2 separate regions of the Canis lupus genome follow, and region 2 is linked to region 1. The links are chromatin contacts, called in public Hi-C maps. All regions are on one chromosome and are shown on one strand. Each heading gives the region's core, a stretch centred on a gene start, on an enhancer-like site or on the middle of the called end of the contact. The rest is flanking DNA. Distances are from core to core; before and after follow the strand shown. Region 1 has its middle 17 kb from the start of AP1B1. Region 2 holds the start of HORMAD2 (HORMA domain-containing protein 2).

What was found. Hi-C and Micro-C count contacts between places; a contact is called where the count stands out from the background.
Region 2: a Hi-C map of skin fibroblasts shows a contact between it and region 1, with 2.3 times the contacts expected there. The contact joins the promoter of HORMAD2 here to the enhancer-like site in region 1. A contact is called at or near these places in 2 of 9 Hi-C or Micro-C datasets (amygdala and skin fibroblasts).

What each region holds. Positions count from the first base shown.
Region 1 is chr26:23,115,135-23,121,112 of UU_Cfam_GSD_1.0, forward strand. No RefSeq gene overlaps it. Among named protein-coding and RNA genes, the nearest start is that of AP1B1, 17 kb to the left of the region's middle. Within about 2 kb of position 2,732, at least 7 of the 20 cell types and tissues checked have an H3K27ac peak or open chromatin away from gene starts, as enhancers often do.
Region 2 is chr26:23,658,454-23,664,431 of UU_Cfam_GSD_1.0, forward strand. It overlaps HORMAD2 (HORMA domain-containing protein 2), which reads left to right and starts at 2,663. Exons shown (of 13, transcript XR_005379368.1): 1 at 2,663-2,996. It overlaps LOC119877596 (a long non-coding RNA gene), which reads right to left. Exons shown (of 6, transcript XR_005379373.1): 2 at 5,096-5,171.

The sequences.
Region 1 (5,978 bases), core at 1,482-3,981:
CTCATAATCACTATCCCTCAACAGTGTTCACACACACAACATACAATTTTGCACAAAACTTTGCCAAAGGCTTTCTCCACCAGATCTGCCACAAATCTGCCCCCTTGGGAACCTTTGCATTTCAAGAGCTGCTCTTATTTGCAAAAAGTAAGCTTCAAAACAGAATGTATAATCTTTAAACATAAATATCAGGGGTGCCCAGCTGGTTCAGTCAGTGAGCGTACAACTCCTGATCTCGGGGTTGTGAGTCCCATGTTAGGTGTAAACATTACTTAAAAATAAAATCCTTAAAAAAAAAAAAAAAAAAAAAAAAAAAAAAAAAAAAAAAAATAAAATCCTTAGTAAAATCTAAAAAAAAAAAAAAAAAAAAAAAAATCTTTTTGAGACTCCTGGGTGGCTCAGTGGTTGAGTGTCTATCTTTGGCTTAGGGCATGATCTCAGGCTCCTAAGATCTCCTAAGATCGAGTTCTGCATTGGGCTCCCTGGGAGGAGCCTGCTTTTCCCTCTGCCTATGTCTCTGCCTCTCTCTATGTCTCTCATGAATAAATAAACAAAATCTTAAAAAAAAATAAATTAAAAAAGCCATAAACATTAACATTTACTTGTAAATGCATAAAAGGGTCTAGAAGAGTATATATCCTAAATGGTTCCAGAGCTTATCTCTGGAGAGTAGGGTTACAGAGGTTTTCACTGTCTACTTCAGACATTTTTGTAACTGAATATTTTTTTAACAAGTGCATGCTACTTTGAGGGATTTCCTTCCCCATCTAAAACATAATCCTATAAGATTATTGCCAACAATTTCAAATTCTCCAGACCATTGATCCTTCTGTTGAGCAGAATAATAATAAGGATTCAGGTTTTTGAAGTCTGAGTGACAATAGATCAACAGGATTAAGACCATGACTTGACACATAACTACTGGGTTCCTCTGAGCAAGGTAATTAACCTATCTAGGCCTCGCTTTATTCTAAAAAATGGGGTTAGTAGTAACTCCTACACCTCAGAGGATTTCTTACATTGGCAAGAAGAAAAATTATAACAATGTCTTTTTTTTTTTTTTTTAATGTAAAGATTCTTTAGTGAGGCAGACTCTTAAGACCCTGCCTAGGTCTCCAGTGGAGGTGTCACATCTTACAACCGCTTTTATTGGCCCTGGCCATCATCTTCCCAGCTGTTGGGTCTCACACTGGACCCCTGGAAGTTCTCCTCAGGACCAGGAGCCCACAGGACAAATGTGGCTAATGGAATCTGGCCTGGACTCTTATGTCTGGCACCAGTTCAGCAACGAGGATATAAAAAACCCAGACATCACCTCATCGCTGTTTCATCAAAAAAAGGAGACTTTCTCCCTGCACATCTCTGCAGAGGACAAATTCTTGCTGTCTGTGTGGCCTGGGAGGGAGCAGGAAGAGGACAAGAGGGAATCTGGGAAGTTTTCCCCATCTTGGGGTTCAGAGGGCAGCCTGGGTCATTGTTATAGGCATGGGACTGTCTCCTTGGTAACCATGACAAACAACTCCACTCCCAGGCACTGGGTGGGGCCCTGACAAGCATAAACCCCTTTAGCCCTCCCCACACCCAGTGAGGGATGTACTGGATCCTCTCCTAAAAGGGGTGAGGGGCCTTGGCCCAGGTCACTGAGCTACTGCCAGGATTTGCCCCCAGTCCAACGGACTCCAGAGCCAGTGCTCTCAGCTTCCCAGGAGCCAAGATGCCTGTGGCATAAGCACAGCTCTACTCAATGTCACATGTGACCTTGGACAGGTCTGAGAACCTTCCTGAACAGCCCCTCAGGGATCTTCAGAGGCAAACTTCAGGCCATCCAGCCACTTCCTCCAGGATAGTTCTGCCAAGAGTTTATGCACTGGGCTTTCCTGGAAGATTTGGTCTGAACACAGGGTTTGACAGCCTTAGAAAGAAAAATAAAATAAAAAGCAAACAATCAAAACCTTTGCAGGACCAGAGAGTCTCCAAGAGCTAGGACAGGAAGGTTCCCATGGTTCTGGAGACCCAGTGTGCTCTTTCTAGAGGCCAATCCAGTCCCTCCAGCTCCCCAGGCCCTGCCTGCCCTGTCCACCTCGCTCAGGGTCCTCATGGCTTCCCCTGTGTCCCTGCTCCAGAGGACCTGGGGTCTCCTCATGCCTCACCAAGTGCCAGTCAGAACACTGGAGACCTTGTAGGCTTCTCAGGACTCCTCCGCATGCATGCCCAAGGCCAGTGCCCCAGCACAATTAGGCAGAGGTGGGCCTCACTGACCCCGCCCTGTCTTCCTTTCCTTTCTCAGTCTCCAGGGTCATTGCAAGGTCAGGGGCCCAAGGGTGTTTCGCGAAAAGCTGTGAATCCAGATTTTTATGTCGAATCACCCAGCTTTTAAATGTTGACAACTGTACAGTCATTTGCTCTGTGATCTCAGACCCGTTCCCTGCCCTTCCTCTGCTTCGCTTGGCATCCCAGGTATTCAATCCTGTGAACTACATTTCCCAGGCTCCTCTGCCAACTGACTCTAGTTAGAGTCAGCCAATGGGAGGCGCTGAAGAAAGACTGGCAGGTGGGAAGAGGCCGGGCTATTTCTCATCTCTCTGCGCATGCCCGGGTCTCCTCCAAAGCTTCAGTGCCTTCAGCCGGCCCATCCTCCATGGGTCCCGCTCACAACTTGGGGTAACCACCTTCCTGTTTGGCCTTTCAAAATTGTCCATATTGGGATCCCTGGGTGGCTCAGCGGTTTAGCGCCTGCCTTAGGCTCAGGGCGTGATCCTGGAGTCCTGAGATCGAGTCCCGCATCGGGCTCCCTGCGTGGAGCCTGCTTCTCCCTCTGCCTGTGTCTCTGCCTCTCTCTCTTTCTCTGTCTCTCCCATGAATAAATAAATAAAATCTTAAAAAAAAATTGTCCATATTAACTCCTCTAAAGTGGGCTCTGTTATTCTGATATGGCAATTAATTCAAATACGCTTTTTCCTTTTTAAGATTTATTTATTTGACGGGGGGGGGGGTGGGGGGGGGAAGAAAGAGCACAAGTAGGGGGAGCTACAGAGGGAGAGGGAGAAATAGACTACCCGCTGAGCAGGGAGCCCAATGTGTGGCTTGATCCCAGAACCCAGAGAACATGACCTAAACCAAGGCACCCCCCAAATCCTCTTTTTTTTCTGCACATATTTTTTTTATCATAGTAAAATATATATAACATAAAATTTACCATTTCTAAGTGTACAATTAGCAGCTGTGCAACATGACTGTGATCTTTGCTTTACAGGTGCAAATATTCTCTCCTGTAGTTCCTTGCCTGAGCATCGCGAATCCCACGATGTTAATGGGAGAGGACAGATGACCCCCATTCCACAGAGGAAACTGGAGCTCAGCCAGGCATGGCTACTGACCCAGACACCGGATTCCCAGCCCTGTGCTCTGTCCTGAACTCCAGCCAGCTCCCTGTTTGCCCCCTTCCCCCAATCTTCAAACCTGCGCATACACCTCCTGCTGCTCTGCCCCCCCCCCCCCAAAGTGAACTCCTGCCACAGGGCTCCCCTTAGAGTGTCACCTGGGGAGTGGGGTAGGGGTGAGGGGCTTTGGAGTCTATATACCAGGTAGGAGTAATAATAATGCCAACAACAACAATACAACCTTATGTTTATTAGCATTCAGTTCCTTCTGCATGTGGGAAGGAATTGCTGAGGGTCTTGCATCTCTGCTTTCCAGGAGTCAGATGGAAGTTTGGAAAAGCTCAGAGCAGAGGTCTTCATAATTAAAACAAGCCAACGACCAACCTCTGGAGATGGCAGGGGGCGGGGGGCTACTACAGCTTCAGGTCCTTTGTCCCTTAATCCTCCAATATCCTGAGAAAACAGAGGCTCCTGAAGGAGGTCCTTCTGGTTCCATAGCAGTAAGGGGTGGAACCGGGACTCAGACCCAAGTCTCCTTGTGCACAAAGACCAAGGGACCTGTGTAGCCCCTGTGCTCACTCTGGCTTCCTTGCCTTTGCCTGGGCTGTTCCTTCACGCTGGGCTGCCTCCATGAGGGATAATAAAATGGGTATCAGACTGGGCTGAAGAGGTCCCCCAGAGCCTGCTGCAGCCCTTCCCCCATTGCTGGGCAGGGCCCTGGATGACAGCCCAGGCTCTGCTGCAGAGTAGAGCCAGGCAGGCACTCAGCCATCTGCTGAAGAGGCACAATGGCGGTAGGGAGAGGGGCCTGGGGCAGAGGACAAAGGCTTTTGGTGGCCTCATATCTCTGCCAGAGCATGGTGAGCACTCTGTGTCAAGCCCTGAGCTTCAGTGGGTAATGGGGCACCTCAGAGGTATGGGTTTAAACATGGCTCTCAATAACACAAGCCCAGATTTGTCTGTGAACACACAAACCTGCTCAGAAGGACACTTGAGATTACCTCCAGGGGAGGAGCTGGGTGGCTGGCGACAGAAGAGAGGAAAGGAGACTGCTTTGTCTACCCTTTGGCCCTTTGGACTTTTAACCATTAAAAAATCATTTGAAAAGTTTAAACTCTGGTTTGGTAAATCATTGCTGTGTGACCTTGAGCAAGTCACTTAACCTCTCTGAGCTTCTATTTCCCCAACTACAAAATAGGGTTAATCATAGCACTTCATAGAGAAAGAGTAAAGTGTAAATGAAAGTATTCACACAGCGTGCTTAAGCATGGGGCCCGAGGAGCAGTAAAAGCTCTTGAAATGGGATAGCTATTTGATTATTAATACTATTATTATTATTATTTTTATTTTTATTATTGATGATTGTCTGTCAGACCCCAAGTAAGGGCTACTATCACAGTCCTCTGACACCTTCCAAGATCTCTTCCTGAAGACTGAGGCCATTCCAGCAAATGCCAGCTCTGTTACTACTAGGTCTGTGATTTTCATAGATCAAGTCATCTCTCTGTCTATGCCTCAGTTTCTTCCTCTGTGAAACAGAGACACTAGAACTTGCCCACTATTCACAAGATTATTAACAATTAAGACTTAGTCAGGGGTGGCTCAGTGGTTAAGGGTCTGCCTTTAGCTCAGGTAGTGATCCCGGTGTCCTGGGATCGAGTCCCACACTGGGCTCCACAGAGGGAGCCTGCTTCTCCCTCTGCCTATGTCTCTGCCTCTCTCTTGTGTCTCTCATGAATGAATAAATAAAATCTTTTTAAAAAAAACTTAGTCATTCAATATTTCCCAGTAATCTCTGTATCACATATGGTGGCAGGCACGGCAGGTGCCAAGGTGAGGGCAAGGAGCTCACAGTCTGCTGGGAGGCAGCTAAGTTAACAAATACTTGCAACAAGAGAAAGAAGTGGTAGATGGGGGAGCTAAGACAGCAGAGGAGCCTAAGCCAGCCAGGAGTTGAAAAGGGCATCATGGAAGCCTTCCTGGAAGAGGTGGTGCCACAGCTGAGCACTGAGAGATGACTATGGGCTGGTCAGTCAGAGGAGAAAGAGGATCAGAAAATACGCTGCAGGCAAGGACAGCAGTAACAACAAGGGCTAGAGGGCTGAGATCCAGTGGGTTGGTTGTTCTAGAAGAAGCAGGAAGTGAAGTCAGCCCCAGTGAGGGCAGTGGGAAGAGGAGTGAGGAGACTGACCTTTTGTCACTGACCTTAGAGGACTGCCTGGTTTCAGACATCAGGCCGACCACCTATCTGCTGTGTAACTTAGGCAAGTTACTTAACCTCTCTGTGGCAAATGAGAACAGTGCTTATCCCACTCTGGTGTTGTGAGGATAAAAGTAAGTTAATCCACATAAGGTGCTTAGAACAGGGGCTGGCACACAGCCTGGTTCTGTTCTGTCCTCACAGGCCCAGGTGCGCCATGGCCCTAGGGAGGTGATGCTGACCAAATGTGTGCTGAGTGTGAACAAGTGAGCAAACAGGGCGCCAAACTCTTGGACAGCTCTGTGCCCCCACCTGCCGACCTCCAGGAGCCTGCTCTGGCCTCCCCACCTTCTGTTCACCACTGAGCTGGGATCACACACATGGCCTGGAGGCAGCAA
Region 2 (5,978 bases), core at 1,413-3,912, 540 kb after region 1:
TCTCTCTTGGTGTCTCTCATGAATAAATAAACAAAATCTTTTTTAAAAAAAATACATTTTATATTCGATATGTCTATTTTTGGCAACCTTTGAGTAAACCATCTTTCGGAGAAGACTTCCAAGCTTAAACTGAACTTGATGGGGAAAATTCCAGTCAGACAAATGGTTATCTACTTCCCGTGATAAAGAGTGGTGTTAGATGTTGCAGAAAAAAACTGCAAAATCTTAACAGCTGAGAGCATGATGCTGCAAGGCTCTACTAACCAGGTGCTGCCTAATATGAATTGATCTAGAAGAGAAAAAGAAGGAACCCTGAATTTAACTGAGAAGGAAAAATGGTCTTTAGTTCTCAAAAAAACAAGAGTTTAACTAGAGACTGATTAATGAGGAGTGGCAACTATTACAAGTACACAGTGTAAAAGGAAACATGTGTCTAAAGAGAGAAAGGTAATGAAAGGCACCTAAATAAAAGTCCCCTCCCCCACTCTATTTTAATTTGTTTTGCATGCTATTTTACTACTGGATACAGGGTTTGGTCAAACTTTAACAACTGCTTATTTGGAAATTTCTACACAATGATCAATTTCTCCCACTATGTACATCTTTTCCATCCAAAACAAATAGGATACTTTGCTCTGACAGGGACAATTTCCAGTCTCTTATTGAAAGGTACAAGGAAAGATGGGTAATTGTTTGAATATCTTACAGAACTTTTGAGTTCTTTAGGTCATAATCCCTTGAGGTAGATTTAATCAAAAGATGAAAAGTACAAGCTCAAAAGCTTTTAGTTGACAAGAAACAAGTCTTTGGCTTCGGATTTTTGTATTTGAGTTGTAAATCAGCTTCACAGAAAAGTAATCAGAAACTACACTGGTCAGAGATTGGAAAGAAGCATTGAAATGAAAGGTGTGAGACCATGGGTTGTACTTGTGACCTGGTCTCTTAACAAGTGTGGTGATCTTGCATGAATTACTTAAAACTCTCATCTGTAAAGTAAGGGAATAGACTGATATTTTCTAAAGCCCCAGTGGCGCTATCGATTTTTAATCGTCTAATATCGTTCCTTAAGTCATAGATTGGTTCATTCAACTATATGAATACCTTCAATGAACATAATAAAGGACAGTTTCTGCCCTCAAGGAGTGTATAAGTCATGGGAAAAGTGAAGTCTCTACCCATAGCTTCTAGGTGCTCATTCATCCATTCAAATTCTAAACAAAGGTCACAAGGAGCTCAACAAGAATGAGAATGGAAAGGAGAAGGAGAAACTCCACAAAAGCTCTTAGAGGAAAAAAAGAGTATTGTCTCAGTCCACCAAGGTTTATTGAGTGATCCCTGTCTGCTAGGCACTGTGTTGTGTGTTGAGCTATAGGGATCCTGGAGTGACCCAGACAGATCAGGCCTCTAATAAAGCTTACTTGCATTCTCCGTGGTGAAGAAAAACAGGTTAAGAAATAAATGAAATCCAGATTGTGATAAATTTTAGTAAGGAAACAATGGTAATGAGAGACAATAACTGTGTGTGTGTGTGGGGGGGGGGTGAGATGAACTTTCATTAGCATAAGGTAGAGGAAGAAGGCTCTTTGGAGACAGTGAAGCTGAGACGAGGGCAGATGAGAATGACAGAACAGACGGACTAGTGGTCCCTCCATTGGGAAGTGGGTAAATACTGACGCCGAAAGGGCTGGAGCAGAGAGACCATCTGCCAGGCTGGAGCTTACAGAGCAATTTCTTCTGGAAAGTTCAGGATTAAAGTAGTTCTCAACCAAGGGTGGTTTTGTCCCTCAGGGGACACTTGACTACATCTGGAGACATTCTGGGTTGTCACAAATTGGCAGGGAGAAGAACGACCGGAGGTTTAGAAACCCTGCACTAAAAAACTATCGCAGCCCAATTCATGGTTTTAGTCATTTCATTATGTTATTAACTCATGTTTTTACCAGCTTGGATCTTTTTTTCCTTTACTGCAGAAACAGAAAGTAAAAACAGGTGTCCAGAGGCCCCATGCTTCATCCACTCCCAAAGAAATCCCATCGCAGAGGTTCAAGGGGGACTTCACGAACCTTCGAGAAACTCCACAAGGCAGTGGAATACGTCTGAACGCGCGACGACAAATCGATGTTGAAAATAACGCAAAGTTGGATCGATCGATGCCAGGGAAGAAGTGGAGATGCCTCAAGGGGTGACACCTCTGTCTCTGGACCGCTAGCTCCCGGTGCCGGCTTCCGCGAGGACACCCGTACGCCAAGCACCTAGGCTCTAGAGGCTTCTACCCGACACCGCCCTAAGCTGGTCTCACGCCTCTCTGTCCTGGTCCCCGTCCAGGCTCGCATTCACCCCGCGGTCCTTCCGGCTCTAACCCGGCCCCGCCCCATTGACCCCAGGTCCCTCTGGGCCGGCCAGGACCTCCGCGCCGCCGCCTCACCTGGGACAGCAGGCGTCTCCTCAGCGAGCCCCACGGGAGACTGTCCTCGACGTACCGGTTGCCCAGGTGCAGCGGCCCCGCGCGGAAGGCCCCGTCGGGGTCCGTGGGCGGCGCCGCGAGCCCAGGGCGGGTCCCTCAGGCCCGGGAGCGCGGGGCCAGCCCTCAGAAGGGCAAGAAAGTCGGCAGCAGGGACACGGCGCCGGCGACGGGAGGCTGCGTGGCCTGAGAACCAGCGCGAAGGAGGCCCGCCCTAGAGGACGCCGGCGCTGAGGGGGCCGAGCCTGTCAGGGGTCGGTTAGCGGCCGCTCACCCCTTTTTGCATATTCATGAAGCCGAACGAGGCAGACCGCCCAGGCAAGCCTTGGAGAGATCATGCATTATTCATGAGGCAGCGTCTCGCCCCGCCCTCAAAGGACCTTATTGACTATTCATAAGCCTAAGCGGGTTTGGGCCGGAAACGGCCGTTGGGTACTCACGCTCCTGAGAGAGGCGTCGACAGCTGAAGTGAGGGCTGTCCAGACGCAAGGTTTCCGGAGAAAGACAGTGCTTGAGCATCGTCAGTTTTCCTAAGGTTAGGTTAATTTTTTTTTCCCTTTCCTTTTCTTTTTCCTTGAGGCTTTAAGTTTGATTTGAAGGTATTCCGCAGAGGCCCGAGGTTCTCTGAGGAGAAGCGGGAAGGCTGGCACTGAGGAAGAAGACTAAGGGAAGCTTCTAGATTAACACCCCACCCTTCCCTCTACTCTCACCCTCAGCGCTCGAGTTTTGAAAAATTTCACGTACAGGAAGGGAGGACGAAAAAAAAAAGAGTGGGGAGAATTTTTCTGCGAACACCCGCATTCCCGCTATCAAGGTAGCTCTTGAATTCAGATTTCAATGGGAAAGAAGCAATGAGTCTTGGTGAGGAAGCAGCAGCGGTAGTTAGCGAGTGGCCCAGCACTGGGGTCAGGCCAACGACGTCTGTGCATTGCTGGGGGTTGGGAATGGAGCTTTGGGGTGACGTTGGGTAGGCCAGGTTTTCGCCAGCCATGGAGGTGTTCCACCAGGATCCATGCGTGGCGCAGAGCAAGAGGTGACAGAGGTGGGGATGGGTCCCCACGGAGTCATCTTGGCTCCTTTGCCACCTTTTCCAGGACGTGCCCTTTAATCTCTGTGGACTTTAGGTCCCCGAACAGTACAAGGGCGAAAGTGTCTTGAAACGCAAGATTAGCCAATCACCGACATGTGTTCAGATGTGCAGAGCATGGGACGGAGTGTTTTCACTTCACTTGGCTGGTGAAAACAAAGATAAAGTTCGGTCCTTGTCCCTAAAAGAGTTTTTTATTTAATTAGGCTGATAGTCTCATATCTCCCCCATTGGATCATCAATCTCTTGAGATGTGAGTGATATTTTACATCTTTGCAATCCTACATGATGTCTGGTACATTGTAGTCACCCAGTAAATTTTGAATGAATGAATAATTGAGGTAGCCCGAAGAAGATATTAAAAAACCAAAAGAGCATGAACAAATATCCGATTAATATAGTGGAAAACCATTTACTCTGAGTGAGCGTGGAAAAGGGGAATTATCAGAGCCAAATGGAATTTGTTAAAATGGTGAATAATAATTTATGGAAGCAAACTCTGTGAAGCCTCTGAATAACTGGGTGACCTCTGACAAACCAACTTCTTTTGTTGGACTTCATTTTCCTCTTCTTTATAGTTTTACATTTTACGTTTAAATCCATGACCCATTTTGAATTATTTGTGTGCAGTGTGAGATTTAGACTGAGAGTTTTTGGTTTGGGGCGGGGGGGGGTTGTTTTTGTATTTTGCCTACAGAGATCCTGTTGTTCCAATACCATTTGTTGAAGAGACTATCCTTCCTCCACTAAATGACTTTCCTTTTCTTTAAAATAAAGGGATTAGATTATCTTTAGAGGACATGTCCTTTCCCTTCCAAATCTATGATGCTGAGCCCATTTATGTCAAAATGTACTTCCTTTGTGTAAAGCCATCCTTCATATCAGGCAAGAAAGCTCATCTAGTTGCATTTTAGAATTCAGCTATTAGATATTGTTCATTTGATATAAAGGGAATTTTCTTGTTAAAAAATGGTTTTGGAAGATTGGGAAAGATGGGTGGAAATCATTAGGAAATCAACTATTATTGTCTTTGTGCAAACATGATAAAAGTGGTTTTTACTTCACTCAGAATGGCCAAAATGGGGGGGGGGGGGTGGGCAAGAAGTGGCTTAGGCTTTAATATACTGAGCAATAGCTGGTTAATCTTTATTTAAATCTTGGATTCACTCGTAAAAGGGTAAAATAGTAAGCAATTGTATCAACATTTTAAATAGGGCAGTTGAGATGTAAGTCAAGAGGTTAGCCTAGTATGAGTCTTTTTATCTGAGAAAGTACATCTTGCCCTCCCAAGATCATAATTCTTGTCACAGAGTGAATATATCGAGTATAAGAGTGAATGATATTGATGCCCTGTGACATTTCAGATATTTGTGGGTCAAATATGCAAGCAAATATATAACTGAAAGACATTTGAAAGTTAGAGTTTTGTTCATAAAATCCATAATTATTATGAAATCTCTCCTAAGCTTTTAGATAATGAGTTAGAACAAGGTGATTAAAAAACATCAGAGTTATTCTCTTTGAGTGCATGATCTGTAGTGTCATACCTCCTGGGGCTGTCAGCTTGTGAGCTTTCAAAATTAAGCAGAGTTTGTACTTGAATAGGAGACTTCCACAAAACACCTGCTCAAAGAGAAAACAACAGTAGCAAAGGAATAATTAGAGGTTGAAAAGAGCCTGGCTATTTAAAAAAATCATTTAGATATGTTTTGCCTTTCTAAAGCAAGCTCATTCTAGAACAACAGAAAAAGACACTACTGTACTTAGAAGTAAGCAAGCAAGCTCCACAACTAGGAAAGCACTGGTAGTGCATCATTTTAAATGGAATGCAAGCAAAAAGGAATTTCATTTTAGGGAGTCATTGTAGAAAAACTCCTAAATTGTGAGCAAAAATTTCTTAAGTTTTATTCTCAGTCTGCCAGTGAGTGTTTGACCCTGAGTAAGTGAGTTGATTTCTCTGGACCTTGATTTCCTCATCTAGAAAATTAGATGTTTGGACTGGATGACATTTAAAGTTCCTCCTATCTCTAATATTCTGTAATTCTTTTCTAGATACTTAATTCTTTCTCATTCTTGTAGTACTTCTCTATTGACCCAGCAAATATTTATTGAGCATCTATTTTGTTCCAATACTGGAACAATGCTGAGGTGCTGAGGATTCAAGAATGAGCTGAACCAGACATAAAAGGTGACATATTACATGATTTCATTTATATGAAATGTCCAGAATAGGCAAATCCATAGAGATGAAACATAGATTAGTGGTTGCAAGGGGCAAGGGGGAGGGGAGAGTGGGGAGTGATTGGTAATGGGCATGGAGTTTCTTTTTGGGAAAACAAGAATCTTCTGGAATTAGTAGTGATGGTTGCAAAACTATGATAAAACCCATTAAATTGTACCTTTAAGGACACCTTTAAAAAACAAAGAATG